2 separate regions of the Mustela erminea genome follow, and region 1 is linked to region 2. The links are chromatin contacts, called in public Hi-C maps. All regions are on one chromosome and are shown on one strand. The core of a region is the stretch at or near the end of the contact, and the rest is flanking DNA. Distances in the headings are between cores, read along the strand shown. Region 1 holds the start of ATG12 (ubiquitin-like protein ATG12). Region 2 holds the start of LOC116587166.

What was found. A called contact is a pair of places that touch in the nucleus more often than the background predicts.
Region 1: a contact with region 2 is called in a Hi-C map of fibroblasts, with 6 times the contacts expected there. The contact joins the promoter of ATG12 here to the promoter of LOC116587166 in region 2. A contact is called at or near these places in 3 of 3 Hi-C or Micro-C datasets (fibroblasts, skeletal muscle and spleen).

What each region holds. Positions count from the first base shown.
Region 1 is chr3:18,025,915-18,029,372 of mMusErm1.Pri, forward strand. It overlaps ATG12 (ubiquitin-like protein ATG12), which reads right to left and starts at 1,887. Exons shown (of 4, transcript XM_032335402.1): 1 at 1,434-1,887. The coding sequence starts at 1,596. AP3S1 (AP-3 complex subunit sigma-1) reads left to right here and starts at 1,960. Exons shown (of 5, transcript XM_032335399.1): 1 at 1,960-2,154. The coding sequence starts at 2,086.
Region 2 is chr3:17,835,782-17,839,392 of mMusErm1.Pri, forward strand. It overlaps LOC116587166, which reads right to left and starts at 1,733. Exons shown (of 4, transcript XM_032337902.1): 1 at 1,255-1,733. The coding sequence starts at 1,446.

The DNA of each region.
Region 1 (3,458 bases), core at 637-3,136, 190 kb after region 2:
AAAGGTGGAGCATATGAAATACTGAAGCTTCTTCCATCAGAAGAGATCCTCAAAAAAGGACAGCTTCAGGGTATACATTCAACAGCTAGAAACAGCTAGAAACTCCTCATCACAGAGGCGAACTCAAATGCTCCCAAGAGCCAGAAAATGAAAATACCATTTCTCAATGGTGGTTTAAAGAAAAACTATGCAGACCGAAGAAAACACGCCCATATAACCTGAGGCCGTATCTGGGTTATGGGCCACTAATTTTTTCCCCTCTGTTTTCCTCAGGTATATTCAGGGTCAAGTAGTAAGCTTTTGACTGAGGCTGTCAAAGCTCACTCTAGGCCCCTCCCCCCCAACAAACAAACAAAAAAACCCTCAACAATAAAAAAACCTTTGAAGTTTGTTTCTGCTTATAGTAAAATGAGAAAAAAAAAAAGAATCATGGCATTCTTCTAAAAGACTCTACTGCTTCTTTACAGAAATCATCACAGGTTTCTGTTACTCTACTAGGGCATCGTGTGGAAATAACAGAGTGTGTTTCCCCCCAAATGTAGAGCCGGTCTGACTTCAAACGGAGCGGGTACCAGGAGACCATTCTCCAAAAGCAGCAGAAACTGATGTTCTATCCAAAGGCTGTGAGATCACGGACTAGAAGACATGCCATACCTAGATTTTAAAACTCAGGACTGATAAAAACTGAGGCCTAGGGTCAACCAATCCGAACTGTAATCGCTGATGCGAGGATTTTTTTCAGAGGCAACTCTACAGAGGATGCTCAAGGCCAAGTGACTTCCTTAGGATTTTCCATCAACGGCGAACTAATTCCCAAGCAATGAAGGGTTTGAGGACTAATTTAAGCAATGAAATGACTCGCTTATAAAGGTTCCAAACCTTTGGGGGTGATTTGGGGTGGGGCGGAGGAGGAGGAGATCCTATGCCTTTGGTTTTTCTCTTGACACTCTTCAAACTTGATAAAATTTGTTTTTGGTACAAAGTCTGAATTCACAGGCACTTGATATAAGGCGTTTCTTCTAATCCAGACTTGCCACCGACCATCCCTAACTTAACCTTAAGCCATTCATCAAGTCATTACGTCCCCTGTTAAGCACCTGGAGCTACCCGAGATCCCACTCAGCCCCCACCTCCAACCGGCCCGCAGCCTGGCCAATTCAAAGGAGGAGTGGAACGCAGTACAGGAAGTACTGCGGCGGTCAAGGACCCCACACCACACCGCGAGGGCGCGTCCGGAGCCCGCCCTCCCCAGAGCTACCCAACGCAAAGGTCCCGAAAGCCGAAAACCACACTTCCTCTCTCCTCACTGGTCAAAAGCCACCACTGGGCCCAGCCTCCTCGAAAGTTTGCTCCTTTATTGGCCGCCAGGAACCCAGTCGGACGCAATCTAAACCTCCCGCCTCTGCCTGGAGAGAAACTGCTCTCAAAATTACTTTTTTTCTTGGTGTCGCCGGCAGGTTCCTCTGTCCCCGGGGAGACCGCAGCGGAAGAAGGGGGCTCCGGAGTGGCTGTCTCTGGGGAGACCTCCGTAGGTCCTTCGCCTTCAGCAGCGGTTGAGGGAGGAAGCTGCAGCGCCGACTCCGATTCCTCAGCCATCTTGCTCAGTAGAAGGCGAGGGCGGAAGTGGTGGCTCAGCGTATTCAGGGGGCGGAGTTTACAGCAGGGGGCGTCACTGAAGAGGCTCCGGTGTGGTGGCCGGGGGAACTCAACCCAACGGTGAAAGTTGGAGTTGTCAGTTGGTCCTCTACGTGGAACATGCCACAGAGCGCTGACTACTAATCCCGCAACTACGCTTTTGCATGGCAACAATCCTCCGGAAGGAGTCTGCGAACCATGTACCCGCGCACCTCGTAGTGCGCAGGCGCCTCTCTGACTAGCGGGCTCGGTACCGGAGATGTTTCCGCTTCCCTTCGCGTCGGCCCCGCCCAGGCCCCGCCCAGGCCCCGCCCCGCGGCTCGGGAGCGCGCGCGCGCGCGTGCGGGAGGGGGCGGGTGGGGAAGGATCGCCGGTGAGATCCTGAGGCGAGGCTCGCGCGCCCGCCCCCGCCCTGGCCCCCAGCGCCCACCCGGTCCGCCCGGCTCAGCCATGATCAAGGCGATCCTCATCTTCAACAACCACGGGAAGCCGCGGCTCTCCAAGTTCTACCAGCCCTACGTGAGTATCCCGCCGCCGCCGATCCGCGCGAGGGGGAGTCGTTGGCGGCTGGCAGCGCCCTCAGGGCGACCCCCTGAGGCGCGCCGCGGCCCTTCGCGCGCCCTCGGCCGCCTCGCGCTCCCGGGCTGTCAGCCTCCCGCCCCGGGCGAGCGAGGTGCCCACCTCCCGCCGCGCTCCTGTCCTCCGACGTGGCTCTACCCGGGCGGCTCCTCCGCCGGTCTGTGGGCTGGGCGGCTTCCCCGAGGCGCGGGCGAGGCCCTGGGGACTTCCCGGGGCCGGGGGCTGTCGGCGACCGGGCGGCCGCAGCCCACCTGCACCCGCGAACCCACCCGGCGCTCCGGCCTGTCCGCAGCCCGAGCTCGGGGCGCGCTGAGGGGCCGGAGCTGGCGGCCCCACCTCCCTGACTCGCAGCCTCTCCCGGCCGACTTCTCTCTCCCCTCGCATGGACAGATGGGCTCCTGTTTTTCCCGGTAATCCCCTCGTCGCGCAGGAACTTGGGGCTTCCTGCGTTTGCCTGAGCGCTCGCTCTGGACCGTCTCCCCTGGGTGCTCGGTCCAGCTCTCGGCCGCCCGGTGTGACTTTCAGGTGCCTCCTTATTAGAGAAAAAAAAGTGAGGACCGAACATTTTTTTTTTTTTTTAATGGAGCTTTTCCCCTAGTGGCCGTGAAGGAGGTCCTGCAGTAGCCGGCGACGTTTGACCCGTCACAGCTGTGACGGTCCGTAACCTGAAAGTTCCATTTGCAGCTGCTGGTTTGGCATTTCACTCCCTAAGGGGATGGGGTCTCGTCTGTAGCTTTTCTTCTACTTAGGAAGAATGGTCATATTCGTTAAAACTCTCCGTGCAGTGTAAATGGTGTTGCAGAAAATGCAGGAGGTTTTAAGGGGGGTGGGGTGGGTAATGAGGGCCTGTTTGAGGGCAGAATTCACCGCTAGGTAAAACGTAAAATGGAGCTGTCGGTGTGAGGATTCCTGTAGAGATATTAACTATTGGGTCGTGTGGGGGCATTCTGCTTAGAGTCAGAAATGAACTTTCAATTAAATACTGAAATGGTGCCAAGGCTAGCACTTCTGTGCAGATAAACCCCAGATGGAAATGATGCCTGCCGTTGAAAATGAAATGTGAAAATGTCACTTGGCTTAAAATGATAATGCAGTCTGTGGAGGTGTTAGCCGAAGTGAGAAATCTTGAGCTTATTCCTCATTTCCTTAAGTAGTTTTGCTTCTGTGGGTGATAAGGAATATTTTCCTCTGTCCCCATTTGGTTTTGGTGTGGTGTAATTCAAATACTAACGCTGTTGTTTCTG
Region 2 (3,611 bases), core at 483-2,982:
CCCCACAGCTCCCATCCTAGAAGGCTGGCCCACTCTAGTACTCTCCGCATCAGTCTTCCACAACCACTCTCCAACACTCTAATATCTCTACCTGCACAAGTAAATAAATATCCATATAACTACCCCAAACACCTGGATCACAGCACTGCCTGCTTAAAACCCTGAGAGCTCTCCCATACTCTTAAGAAAAACTAAAATCTTTAACGAGGCCAGCAAGGCACATGGTCTGGCCCCTGACCTCCCTTCCTCTGGCTCCTTATTCCTAACCATACTGGATCTCTCAGTGGTCCTCAAAGACGCAGTCACTCTTGGTACATACCAGAGTATGTACAACTAATCCTTTAGACTTGAGTTTAAAATCACTTCCTAAAGGAAGCCCTCTTCGCTCCCAAAGATAGATCATTTAATCTCCTATTTTCTGCTCTTAAAGCAGAGTCTTTTTTTTTTTTTTTAGCAGAGTGTTGATGAATGAGCAATTACTAAGAAAAGCATAGGATGGGGGTGGGGGGGGGAGAGTAGGATGGGTAGGGAATCAAGCATGATGGCAGTGACCCAAGCTTTTTGAACCACTTCTGTAATCACCAGCACCTACCACTCAACAGCTACTTGTATGTTAAGTCAGCCTACCAAGGAAAATAGAAATAAGGACTATTGTAACAAACTTAATAAAGTACATTCTGTGAATTAAAGTCCGTTTTCTATAAAATCCCCAAGACAAAAAGGGGCCTCTCACTGATCACACCTCTTCGTTCTACACCTTTGGCAGGTGCTCACCAGGCCTCCCACGGAGCTCTTCCCATGACAGGGGGCAGAATTCACCTAGAGTCCTAGTAACATCAGTGGAAAAAGATACTGGCAGTCCTTCAAATCTGATTAAAGTGGAGGTGCGGGTCAGGGAGAGCAGGGGACGGGACACTGAGCGCCACAGAACAGGAAGAACTTTTTCTTAAGAAAGGAGAGTCTTTCAAGGAGGGAAGTTCGATGGGCGTTGAAAGGCAGGCCACCTGAGCATGGAAGGGCAAGTCACAGCTACAAGCATTTCTGGAATCCACGCATCTTCCTATCTGGTCTAAAATGGCTCTCGCGCCAGGTTGAGAACAGGAAAGGCCAATGCCCCGCACCGGCTACCTAGGGGTGAGTCCTGACTCGGCCAAAGAACGGAAAAACCACGGCAGGAGGGAGGCAGCAAGCAGGCTGCAGCCCCGACCCCGGAACCGCGAGCTGAGGCCCCTGGACTTCGAGAGCACGGAGTACCTGGAACTCGAGGGTGCACTTGGTGCCCTGCGTGATGTCCTCGTAGAAGCACTGCTTGGCATTGTCCGGCAGCTCGAAGGTGATCTCGGAGGCGCCGCCGGGCCCCGGCACCAGCAGCAGCAGCGCGAGCAGCCTGCAGCCCCAACGGCCCGCGGCGGCCGCCCAGCGCTGCGCGGACCCCGGCCCCGGCATCCCGAGGCGACGGCGGCGGCGGCCTCAACCGAGCTGCGGGGAGACGCGGGGTCAGGTGGGCGCCGACTCGCCGCGCGCGCAGGCCTCGGCCCGGGCGGCCCGCGAAGACGCACGGCAGAGTCGCTCCGAGCCTCGGAGAGATTCGGGAGGAGGAGCGAGCCGCTGGGTGCCGGCGAGCGGTGCGCAGGGACCGGGGCCTGGCGCCGGGAACGACCTACAGAGCGGAGATAAGGCCGGTACGGCACCGGCGGAAAAGGCCTGAGATGGCCGGAAGTAGGGCGAGCGCCTGGAAAAAGGGGGCGGGGCCTGAGGCACCTGCTCCAGCAACCCGGATGTGCTCTCCCCGCGCAGAGGCGGAGAGGCGTTGGAGTGTGTACGTGGAAGCTCGCGAGACGTCGGCTTCGGGGCCGCCGGCTCCGGAGGCGAGGGGCGGGGCCATCGTCCTGAACGTGGCGGGGCGGGGCCAGAGAGAAGGGTGTGTCCCGCCGGTGTCTAGGTGGGGCGTGCCGCCCGCAGGTACCACGTCGACCGCTCTGCTTCAGCGTTCACATCTGTACAATGAAGACAGTACTGCCTTACCCACAGCATTATTACAGGGCTTCAGTACTTGCAGAGAGTACCTTACTTTTTGGTATTCTAAGCACTCAATAAGCTTTTGTTAAATAAAAATAAACGTCATTTGAGCGCTCCTTATCAGGCACCGTGCCAAGAGTATTACACAAGTCCTTCTGCGCAGTCAGGTATGATGTCACCTATTTTCGTGATGAGTAAATTGAGGATCCAAAAAGTTGAGTAACTTGCCTATGGTCATAGCCTGGTTTGTACTGGAGAGCTTTAAAAAAAAAAAAACTGTAGGTAATAGTAACAAACGTGTTGATTTCTTAAATTATACATTTTCTTGTGCATATGAACACATCTTAGGGATTATGCCATTTTTAAAGAAATGACCATGGTGAGGCTCACGCACTCAAAGATGATCAGCAGAAGGTGGTAGAGGGCTTTATGAGAAGTAAATAGGGTGAGGTGGGTGGCTCAGTGGGTTAAAGCCTCTGCCTTCGGCTCAGGTCATGATTTCAGGATCCTGGTATGGAGCCCCTGCATTGGGCTCTCTGCTCAACAGGGAGCCTGCTTCCTCCCTCTCTCCTGCCTGCTTCTCTGCCTACTTGTGATCTCTCTCTGTGTCAAATAAATAAATAAAATATTAAAAAAATAATAAAATACTTATTTTTCAGTTATTTGACAGTTCCTGAGCTCATGAACAGTATGTTTGTATGCAGCACTCAAGGAGACTATAAGGTATCGGATATGGATTGTGCTTTCCTTTTACAAGGCAATGAACGGCGCACTGCAAGGTCAAGAAAGGACATACTCTGTTGAAGATATGTAATAACACGTAGGAAAAGAAAATTGGATAAAGCGAGGAAATTAAAAAATAGCTACTTTCTAACCACCCCAGGGAGGTTTGTGGGTGGGAGGGAAGAGGGACTATGGTCTTGGTGGAGGTCTGGCAACTGGTGAGGCTTGAGCGAGAATGGGCTAGTGAACAGAGAAGTGGGCAGTAGGTGCCTGCTGGAGGTTTATCTGGGTCGAAACTCAAGGAATAGTTATTCTTCTCAACTTGGCAATTAAGGCTGAGTCAGTGACTGAGAAGCGCTGCGTGAAACACTAGGACGAAACCCCAAACAGCCAATAAAACAGCTCCTCAAAATGGCTAGCGTTTCCTTATCTTCCTGCTAGGCAGTCCCCAGGAACAAAATCGTGCCTGGAAATGCAGTTTTGATGTGATGCTTCTGCTCGTGTCACGATCACGGTCACTGACACCAACGATCATTTCCTGTGCGTGACCTATCTTTTAAACATTTGGCACTGATTATTTACTCTCCTTCCCCTTCCTCTTTTTGCTGACCAACAGTGAGCATTAAGGTGAACCAGAACTTTACGTTCTTTCACATTTTCCCTATATAATTATAGTGTATATATATTTATATTTACATGTGTATTTACAGGACTCTCACGTTAGCGATATCTGTGACTTTTGACTTTGAGATGATCTCTACCCCTGAAATGTTGTTAGCCAGCAACTAAAGAGCAGGATCAATTTCTCAGAAGACATTTTTATTTAATGTCCTAGTCTTTTGGGTTGCTTTAATAAAATACAACAAACT